Linked DNA regions of Rattus norvegicus: region 2 is linked to region 1. The links are chromatin contacts, called in public Hi-C maps. All regions are on one chromosome and are shown on one strand. Each heading gives the region's core, a stretch centred on a gene start, on an enhancer-like site or on the middle of the called end of the contact. The rest is flanking DNA. Distances are from core to core; before and after follow the strand shown.

Evidence for each region. Hi-C and Micro-C count contacts between places; a contact is called where the count stands out from the background.
Region 2: a Hi-C map of liver shows a contact between it and region 1, with 5 times the contacts expected there. The contact joins the promoter of Vcpkmt here to the promoter of Nemf in region 1. A contact is called at or near these places in 12 of 12 Hi-C or Micro-C datasets (the A7r5 cell line, the Rat2 cell line, Schwann cells and 7 more) and 1 of 1 datasets of contacts at active chromatin or transcription factors (oligodendrocytes).

Annotation. Positions count from the first base shown.
Region 1 is chr6:93,568,858-93,574,113 of GRCr8, reverse strand. Nemf (nuclear export mediator factor) reads left to right here and starts at 2,251. Exons shown (of 33, transcript NM_001170586.2): 1 at 2,251-2,349; 2 at 3,024-3,092; 3 at 3,243-3,345; 4 at 4,482-4,607. The coding sequence starts at 2,291.
Region 2 is chr6:93,776,298-93,781,553 of GRCr8, reverse strand. It overlaps Vcpkmt (valosin containing protein lysine methyltransferase), which reads left to right and starts at 3,154. Exons shown (of 5, transcript XM_063262661.1): 1 at 3,154-3,867; 2 at 3,971-4,076; 3 at 4,246-4,315. The coding sequence starts at 4,015. Sos2 (SOS Ras/Rho guanine nucleotide exchange factor 2) reads left to right here. Exons shown (of 23, transcript NM_001135561.1): 23 at 711-2,583. The coding sequence ends at 1,220.

The DNA of each region.
Region 1 (5,256 bases), core at 1,002-3,501:
ATACCATAAACCTACCTGCTTATTCAACTATATGCAGCGACCCCACCTTTCTGTTCCACTCTAAATACTAAATACGCTGAGCTTTATAGCAGTTGGGTTAGGGGCTGTAGTTTCTTCAGTCTCATGACCTCTTCGAGGGTTGGAACTACTCTTTCACAGGAGTCACTTAAGATCATAAGAAAATACAAATATGTCTCATTCATAAGGGTAGCAAAATTACAGCTATGAAATAGCAACAAATATCATTTTATTGTTGGGTGTCACTACAGCATGAGGAACTGTATTAAAGGGTTGCAGCATTAGGAAGGGTGAGAACCCCTGGCTCAGACCCATCTGACCTTTGATCTGTCTTTTCTTCATGCTCTTACTGCCCTAGTCCGGTTTATCCCTGGATGCTGTACACAGACATTGTGTTGTATTGTTTTCATCTCTACACTTGTAGCAGGTAATAGAACAGTGATAGGAGCCATTACAGAAAGCTGCACAGGTGCCCAAGCTCCACACTTGAGTCAGAGGAAGACTGTTATAAGAGCTGTGTATGTTTTGGTTGTACTTGTATTTAGCCTTCTACTTGTATTTAGGATAGAACAAAAATTGATGCTTACTACAAAATGCTGTGAGTTGGGTCCCTTTTGAGTGCTGGAAACTTGGTGCCCAGTGCAGTGGTAAGAGCCTTTAAAATCAGAAATGATATTGTTCTTGGGGGAAACCAGTTTCACTCATGAAGAAACTATTATAAGAGGAAGCCTGGCGTCTGTGTCCCTGCTGCTTCTGTCTCGCCTTGTAACTGTCCCTTCCCTTTCCCACTCTGCTTCCCATCACGATGCTGGAATGTAGCCCGACCGAGGCCCTTGTTAGGTTGAAATAATTGTGGCTATTCAACTTCAGAATTCCAGCTTGTAAAACTGTGAACTATATACATCATTTAACCTTTGGTGTTTTGTTACAGCAATAGAAAATAGATTAAGACATTTGCCAATGTTAAAGGTTCATGATCTGGGCATGATAGTATGTACCTATAATTCTAACACCAACGAGGCTGGGATGAGAGGGAGTCTGAGGACAGCCTGCGTTAAAGGTTGAGTTTAACTAGCCTTGACTATGTAGTATGCCCTGTCTCAAAAAACAAAACAAAACAAAACAAAAAACCCAGAATAATAATTACAAAATTCCTTATGTATTTAAATATACTAATTTGACACTTTTTCTGCTTGCTTTTGCTTTTTTGGTCACCCATTCTAAGAACTTACATATGAATGCTTATGACTTTAAACTTTTAAATAAATGTTTCACTCATTTAAAAATTGCTCAAGTTGCTAAGTGTGTAGGTAATTTCAACACTCGAAAAGTAGAGGCAGGAGAATTCAGAGTTCTAAGGCATCTTGGGCTATATAGCAAGACCCTATCTCAAAAATGACCATTACGACCACACACACACACACACACACACACACACACACACACACACACCATCCACTGTCCAAAACTATTAAAATTGTTTATCACTAATAATAGAACTTTTAAAAAGAAAAATTTAGATGAATTAATAACCTGAACAATTTATGAATTGGTAGCATGCACAACTAGAAGAAAGAGAGGTTCAGAGAACGCCGGGATATGTGGGAGGAATAATTTTTCTCCTCCCATGGGAACTCTCACTATATTTTTATCTGACATCTTTACTTAGCGAACTTCTTTACTATTTGAGGTGCCAAGAATTTATGACACACGAGCTGTATAGCACCCACCATGTTCAACTTGAGTGAGAATTCTACAGTATGCCGGACAGTAGTGCCCATCAAAATAGGAACCCATCTCTACGGCTTGTCAGAGTGAGGAAAAACAAACCTTTGGGTTTTGTCTGATCTCAAATCCGGGTTTAGAAAGCGCCCTTGCACTTTCATCCCGAGCGCTAGCGCCCTCCTGGGGAAATTCTCCTATTCGCTTCAAAATGGTTAATGACCTATAGGGTCACTGTGGAGACCGGCTTTAATTCCCAAACACAAGAGGACAAGGGGACGGGATTAACCTGGTCAGTGTTCAAGGGAAAGACGCAGTTTCAAAAAAGTAGATAGTTCTATGTCGAGTTGTTTTAACACAGTGAAAAACGAATTGATTATGATTTTACAAAAAAAAAAAAAAATCGGTTAAATGACGCACTTTTGCTTTAAGAAATAATGGGTCTCCTGGGCTGCCGTAGATTTAAGTCAAGTGCGCGTGCGCAGAAGCCTAGCAGTTCTGCGTCGGGGCAGCCTAGGAGAGGACTGCGGTAGCGACGCGCACCCTAGCCATGAAGACCCGCTTCAGCACTGTTGACCTCCGCGCGGTGCTCGCGGAACTGAATGCGAAGTATGGTGGTGGGGGTGAACAGGCTCGTGCTAGGAGAGCAGGGAGTGGAGGCCCGGCACCCGGTGGTCGCGAGACGGACCGGAGAGCCTCACGGTCTTCCCAGTGCCCCGGGGATTCGCTAGGCCTGGGGGCCGAGCTCCGAGCCAGTGCCCTCGGGAGACCTCCGGAGACGCGTGTCCGTACGCTGTCTCTCCTTAGCTCTGGTTCCGAGAGATCTCACAGCGAACGCTTGGTAGAACGGGAGTGATGGTCATTGCTCCGGACTGGTGGGAATTCTTCAGAATTCCCATCCTTCTTCCTAAGGAGAGGTAGCAGGGCCTTTCAGCTGAAATAGGCAGATTTGGACCTGTGTTTTGGACTTGAATCCTATTCAGCTGTGTGAACCTTGTGTCGTTTTCGGGGACTAGGTTACTCCCACCGCTCCTAATAAATCAGATTAAATTTTACTGTATTTACCCCCAAAATACTGGGCCGTTTCAGATGAAGGCAGTTGTCTAGTGTTCCTGAGACCATAGGTCACTATTGTGGCTTAAAGTCTACAGTTAATTTGAGGATAACCTTCATAGGCGATGGTGATATCCTGGCTGAAGAGTTCCTCTCCTGCAACCCCAATAAATGACGGAAAGTTTTGCTTCAACCAAGAGTATGATTTATTATATGTTTCGTTTTTGCAGCTTGCTAGGAATGAGAGTAAACAACGTTTATGATGTGGATAACAAGACGTATCTTATTCGGCTTCAAAAGTAAGAATATTTTATAGGACTACTTTTGGTAAATAAATATGACATTCTTGTTTTTTTTTTAATAACCAGCATTTTGGGTTTTTTTTTTTTAATTTAGAGAATAAATTTTGGCAAATTCCCTAAAGAAAAATTTGACTTTCTCTTGAACAGACCTGATTTTAAAGCTACACTGTTACTTGAATCTGGTATACGAATTCACACAACAGAATTTGAGTGGCCTAAGAACATGATGCCGTCTAGTTTTGCTATGAAGGTAAATTTTAAGTTTGGAGGTAATTTTTAAAACTCCATTTATTTACTTATCGTGTGTGTGTGTGTGTCCGTGTGCGTGCATGCGTGCGTGAGCATAGGTGGAAACAACATACAGGCAAAACTTGGGGCTCTCAAGTGAATGTCAAAAGACAACCTATGGGGAGTCAGTTCTGATGTGAGATGAGGGGTCAGGGGTAAGATCCAACTTTATTCCTCAGACTTGATCTATGTACCCTATCTGCTGGCCTGGAACTTGCCCTTTTGTTGTTATTTGAAACAGTTTGCGTGTATAGCCTTGTCTGTACCAGAACTCTCTCTGTAGACCATGTTGGCCTCAAACTCAGAGATGGGCCTACCTTTGCCTTCTTAGTGTCAGAGCTAAAGGAGTGTGGCTTGGGACTTGATATAGAGCATAGAGCAGACGGGCCTCAAATTTAGGATGACCTTCCTTCTTGTGCTAGGATTGGCAGTACTTTGCCATCATGTGTCTGTCACTCTTCTGAAAGAATGTTGATCTGGGTCTGCTAGTTCATACCTGTAACACACCAACATTCAGGGAACAGAGGTAGGAAGGTTAGCCTGGGCTACTGAGTGACATTTTGCCTTAAAAAATAGTAAACAAAAACAGCAAACTCTTGGCACTCTTACGAGTTAAGTATGTTTGTCTTCTTAAATGATAAGGGGTTTGCGGTATGATAAATCAGTGGATGCTCTAGTTCTCATATTTGCTATTATCTAAAAAGTAGAGCACAAAAATAACTATTTCAGTTAGAAGTTACTAGAATAAAGGCTTAAGGGTTTTCCCACCCACTGGGACCTGCCAAGATGACTCGGTGGACAAAAGTTACCGAGTTTGATCCCTGGAATTCACATCGTGAATGGAAAGAACCAATTCATGAAACTTGACTGACCTCTACATGCATAGTGTGGCTTGCATGTTTTACCACACACCTCAAATAAACACGTAAACAAGTTTTAAAAAACTTTCTCTGACTATCATAAGCTTTTGTTCTGTGATCATACTGTTTTATTTACCATTTAAATACTCTTGATAGCATAAAGATAATTTTATAAACTAGTACCATCTGGTTAGGAATTTACTTTTATTGTACAAATGCCTTTTCTGTTTCTTTCTAGTGTCGAAAGCATTTGAAAAGTCGGAGATTAGTCAGTGCAAAACAGCTTGGTGTGGATAGAATTGTGGATTTCCAATTTGGAAGTGATGAAGCTGCTTATCACTTAATCATTGAGCTCTATGACAGGGTAAGTGAAGTTGAGAGATAAAGAAGCAGAATCGTATACCCTATTTGTTTTCCACTCCTGTCATTCAGTGCTAGGTTTAGTTCATCATGTTCTGTAACACAGTGTCTTTTTAATTGATGATGTTAAGAGTTCTTATAATCCTGCATCTTTGCTAATCCTTGTCTATCTCTTTGTTGTTGTTGTTTGTTTGTTTCTGTAGCCCTGACTGTCCTGGTACTCACTCCATAGACCAGGCTGGCCTTGACCTCACAGAGATCCGCCTGCCTCTGCCTACCTAGTGCTAGTATTAAAGGCATGCGCCACCATGCCTGGCTTATTGTCATAACTCTTAAGGGTATTTGGTATGGTGGGTGATTAGAAAATACCTTTCACATGACCCTCATGAAATGCTGATCAGCTGGCCATGGTGGTGCACACTGTGAGGCAGAGGCAGTTGGGTTTCTTTAGTTCAAGGCCAGCCATGGCTATAAAGTAAGACTTTGCTCTTAAAAAAAAAAAAAAGCCAATCAGGTGTAAAAAATTTTTTTGCCTAGTTTAGATTTCTGGAATCTTCATTTTTTTTTTTTTTCCCCAGAGCTGGGGACCAAACCCAGGGCCTTGCGCTTGCTAGGCAAGCGCTCTACCACTGAGCCAAATCCCCAACCCCCAT
Region 2 (5,256 bases), core at 1,905-4,404, 210 kb before region 1:
CTATTTGAAAGAACCTGAAAACTTAGAGGAGTGCTTCTCAAATGTAAGGGCCTACCAGAGTTCCCTGGGAAACTTCTTAAGAGTGGCTGTTGACCCAGCCTCAGGTTGTAAGGCTGCCGCTGGGCCTGGCCGTGCTAAGCCAGCCTCTCCTGGAACTCATGTTGCTGCTCCCTGGATCACACTTTGAGATCCTCCACTGCTCTAAGCATCATGAGAAAAATAGAAGTAGATGTTGAATGAATAGAAGTTAGGAATTAAATGCCATTGTTAACATGTCCTTTTATGTCTATAAAACTGTGTTATTTTCACTGACCTCTTGCCATAAATAAGCTTTATAAATTTCTGGAATGTTGGAAACAAAGTAAGACAATATGGCTCTCTATATATAAAGGTTTCAGGGGCAACATCTTAATATCCAAATGTTAAACTGAGCCTAGAATTTTTTTTTTTTTTGGTTCTTTTTTTCGGAGCTGGGGACCGAACCCAGGGCCTTGCGCTTCCTAGGTAAGCGCTCTACCACTAAGCTAAATCCCCAGCCCCAAGCCTAGAATTTAACTGGAAGTAATTTAGTCAGAAACCTGAGAGTTAAACCACATTAATTTAGTTTGCACCTCTAGATTTAACTTTTCATGGAAGAGTTTTTCAGGCTTTGTAAATGGTCTTGTATGTTTCCCAAGAGCCTGTACATGTCCCTTTTCTATTCTCTTCAGGGAGCTATGAAATCGGATGATGACCCTCCTGCTATTCCACCAAGACAACCCCCTCCTCCAAAGGTAAAGCCAAGAGCTCCTGTCCTCACGGGTACATTTGAAGGGCCTGTGCCCAGTCCACCTCCACCTCCTCCCAGAGACCCTCTTCCTGATACTCCTCCACCAGTTCCTCTTCGGCCTCCGGAACACTTTATAAACTGTCCGTTTAATCTCCAGCCGCCTCCGCTGGGACATCCTCACAGAGACCCAGACTGGCTCAGAGACGTTAGCACATGCCCTAATTCACCAAGCACTCCTCCCCCTACGCCCTCGCCACGGATTCCACGCAGATGCCATTTGCCCAGCCCCAGTCACAACAATCTTGCTCACCCTCCAGCTCCTCCCGTTCCACCAAGGCAGAATTCAAGCCCTCACCTACCAAAACTGCCACCAAAGACTTACAAGCGGGAGCTTTCACACCCGCCATTGTACAGACTACCTTTGTTTGAAAATGCAGAAACTCCTCAGTGACCTTGGCCACGTGTAGTCATTGACACTGGATTAGTATTTGTAAAGGTTTTTAATTTATTCAAAAAAGACATAGTATTTTAGTACTTTTTACAGAAATGCTACTGATCAAATAAGCTTTTAAGAACTAGTAAAATTGTCAGATGGCAGTGGTGCACACCTCCAATTCCAGCACTCGGAAGGCAGAGGCAGGTGGGTTTCAGGGTTTGAGAGCAACCTGGTCTATAGAGCAAGTTCCAGGACAGCCAGGGCTACACAGAAAAACCTTGTCTCAAAAAGTCAAAACCAAAACAAAAAGAAAAGAATCTGAAATACTAAAATGCAAAAGCCCCTCCTCACCGTGGCCCTCAGGGGATCAGTAGCACTGCCTGATCAGCTCCTCCGTGCTGCCCAAGGCCAGTATAACGAATCTGTATTGCACTGTACTCTGCTAGAACATGGCTGAGAACGTTTCTGACTGCACTGACAGGGGCTAGCCTCGAGGGAGCTCTCAGGCCTGAGTGATAGATGCCTTTTTAAGACAATGAATTTACGCAGATCCAGAGGATGTGTGGTGGTATTACTGGTTTTTAACCCTCTGACCACCTTCTAGCTTTTAACTTCGTTTGGTTTTTACATCTAGGAGAATTATGAATAATACCCACTGTTCTTAAACTCTTTGAGGCCATGTCTTAAATGTCAGTATTTGCTGCTGAAGACAAAACGGAAAATAGAATGAAATAATAGAATGCACTGTGTTTATTATTTTGGTAAGATTATAAACAACTCTGTATAACCTGATTACAGAAGGGCATGTATCTCATTAAGATGTGCCTTTTGTTTTGCAGTGTGTGGTGTCTTTAGCTAATGATTTGCCTATTGTTTGGGAAAACAAAATTAATATGCCATATATGTACAGTTTATTTATATTGTATATATTTAAAGAAAATGCTAATAACCTATATAAATGTAAGTGACTTGAGGCCTATAATACAATCTGCTATTTTACTAATTTGTAAGTCCAGAACAAAAGTTTCTTATGGCATAAGAACCAACTGCCATCTGCCTTGTCTTCACACCTATTAACTGTCTTTAATCTCGTGTTAACTGAAATTTTTAAAGTTTTTCCAGATTAGTAATATTTAAACAGAAAATACTTTAAAAGCTTTATTAAATTTTTTTTTTAATCAGACAGGATAAAGCTTTTCCCATTTGGATACTCTCGTTCAAAGTGATCAACGTATGTTGTGCTGATAGTGCAGTAGCCCCCATTGTAAAGTAGCCAAAAGCCATGTTGTTTATCTACTGGTCTGTGGCCTTCTACTGTGCTTTGCATCAGAGTTCTTAACAAGGTTAATAAATCACCTCAGTCTTAATTTGTAAAAGACTTGCAATGTCGTTTTTATCACAAAGAACTAGAAGAAGCTGGGTGTAGTGGGGAACACCTGTAATCGCAGCACTTGGGAGATTAAAGACTGAAGCACTGAAGTTCAAAGCGAGACTCAACTACTTGGAGAGTTTGAACCTACTTGGGATACAGAAGACCATCCTGAAAACAAAAAACAACAAAGCTGAAAGAAATGTAGAAAAATGAATATCTTATCGTGTGTGTGTGTGTGTGTGTGTGTGTGTGTGTGTGTGTGTTGCATACCAGAAGACCATCCTGAAAACAAAAAACAACAAAGCTGAAAGAAATGTAGAAAAATGAATATCTTATCGTGTGTGTGTGTGTGTGTGTGTGTGTGTGTGTTGCATACCAGAAGACCATCCTGAAAACAAAAAACAACAAAGCTGAAAGAAATGTAGAAAAATGAATATCTTATCGTGTGTGTGTGTGTGTGTGTGTGTGTGTGTGTGTGTGTGTGTGTGTGTTGCATACCAGAGATCCAATTGGAAAGTCAAGCCAACATGCAGGTCTCTCCTACTATCTGAGTCCTGGAACTCAGGTACTTGGTCTTACTGGTCATCTTTTGGCTCTGTGGGATTTAAATGTTAGAGGATTAACCTTTCTTTTCAGTTAAAAGCAAGTAGCACGTTCCAAGCCACCACTTTTATGCACTCATATAACAAAGAAGCACAGTACAAAAACTTCTTGAATGTAACCATTTTTGGTAGGACCTGGGTAGCTGCCTAGATTTATAGTCAACAGCTGTGAGTGAGCTATGGAAAAAGCACTGTCGTTTGCTTAAAGAGCGCTTAAAGAGCTGATCAAAGTAGCAGGCAGCTGGGCCACTCCCAGGTAGATTCTGCGGGTTTCTACCGCCTTCCGGGCTTTGAGAGTCACGCATGCGCTTTGAACAACCGCTTTGCCGCTGGGAAGTACGGGTCCTGCGTGAGCGTGACGTCAGCACGTACCGCAGCCTGTGGCGGGCAGGAGCTGGAATATCGTCCGCCGAGGAGCGGGAATACCGTCCGTCGTGGAGCCGGAGGTGGAGGATCCGCTCTGGAGCTTTGTGCGGGTTCTGGAGAAGCGAGATGGGACCGCGCTTCGACTGCAGCAGTACGGCTCCGGAGGCGTGGGTTGCGTTGTGTGGGACGCCGCCATCGTCCTTGCCAAATACCTGGAGACGCCGGGGTTTTCTGGCGATGGGGCCCACGCTCTGAGTCGGCGCTCGGTGCTGGAACTGGGTTCCGGCACGGGGGCCGTGGGGCTCATGGCTGCGACCCTCGGGTAAGAGCTGGCGGGAAGGCATCAGTTCACCGGCGGGAAGGCGTCAGGTCACCGGCGTGCAGCCGTGCGCCTGTACCTCAATCGAGGTTGTTTTTTAGGGCAGATGTTATAGTCACTGATCTTGAGGAGCTACAAGACTTGCTGAAAATGAATATTAATATGAACAAGCATCTTGTGACTGGTTCTGTTCAAGCCAAGGTACTGAAATGGTTTGTATGGCCTTTCAGCTTGTTTTAAGATAACCGCTTACTTGTGCTTTAAATGGCATTTTGCACAACGCATGCTTAATATGATGGAAAGTTTCTGCTTTTCGTTTCTAAAATGAACACTTTAAGTCGTCAGAGCATCAGTTAAAGACATATGTTTGACATTTTTAAGGGGTGATGACATAGAAGACTTGATGTCACCAGACTACATATTAATGGCGGACTGCATATACTATGAGGAGGTGAGTATGAAGCCAGCTAGTAGTTGAACTGTGTTGTCCTGAAGCCCACAGCTCTCCGTAGTTTCACACCTCCAGGTGTGGGATATTTTTCTGTAGGTGATGAGGCAAGTAAGAGAAGACAAATTATCAAGGGCAACACAATCTTACAATTCAGGATAAGCATACAGGCCTGTGAGTGGTGGTTTGGAGGCTTTTTGTAAAACTTTAAAAGGATTTTCCGGTTTGGATAAATTCTGGAAAACTAAGATACCTTCTGTTTGTTCATTTGTTTTTTCTTTCCTTTTTTTTCTTACCTTTCCCATTGACTGCTAACCATGACATTGAAAATTAGTTAAGATGCAAATTGGCTCACTCCTAGAGTCCCAGCACTTCTGATTGTCATAAATGCTAGGCCAGCATGGATCACAGATGAGACTCCAAAATTAATTAGTTAATTCTCTGTCAAGATTTTAATAGACTTGTGGAATGGTTTTCTTTACATATTAGTTTACTCAGTGTTGGGCAGTACTTAGTTTTAAATTAATGCCTTGAGCCATCTGACCTTCAAATTTGGGTCAGCAGTTAAGAGCACACACTTCTTCCAGAGGATCCAAGTTCAATTCCAAGCCAACCTTTAGGGTCGGGCTGACTTGTAGAATAAATTGTTGATTTATAAATTTTATTTATAAACTGTTCATAATTATTCACAATTATGAATAAATTGTGTTTAAATACCACATTAACTTAGATGAAATGTAATTAGACTTCTAAGACTTGAGCCTAGCTAGGTGTGATCGTATAGCTTGTGCAACCCCAGCACTTGAGAGGTGCAGATAGCATCACTCAATGTAAGTTCAGTGCCAGCCTGGGCTATGTGACTAGACCCTTGTTCAACACAAACACAAAAGACAAGTCAATTCTGCTTGTTTTCCTGAGGAAACATGTATAATCCTTAGGGTTCT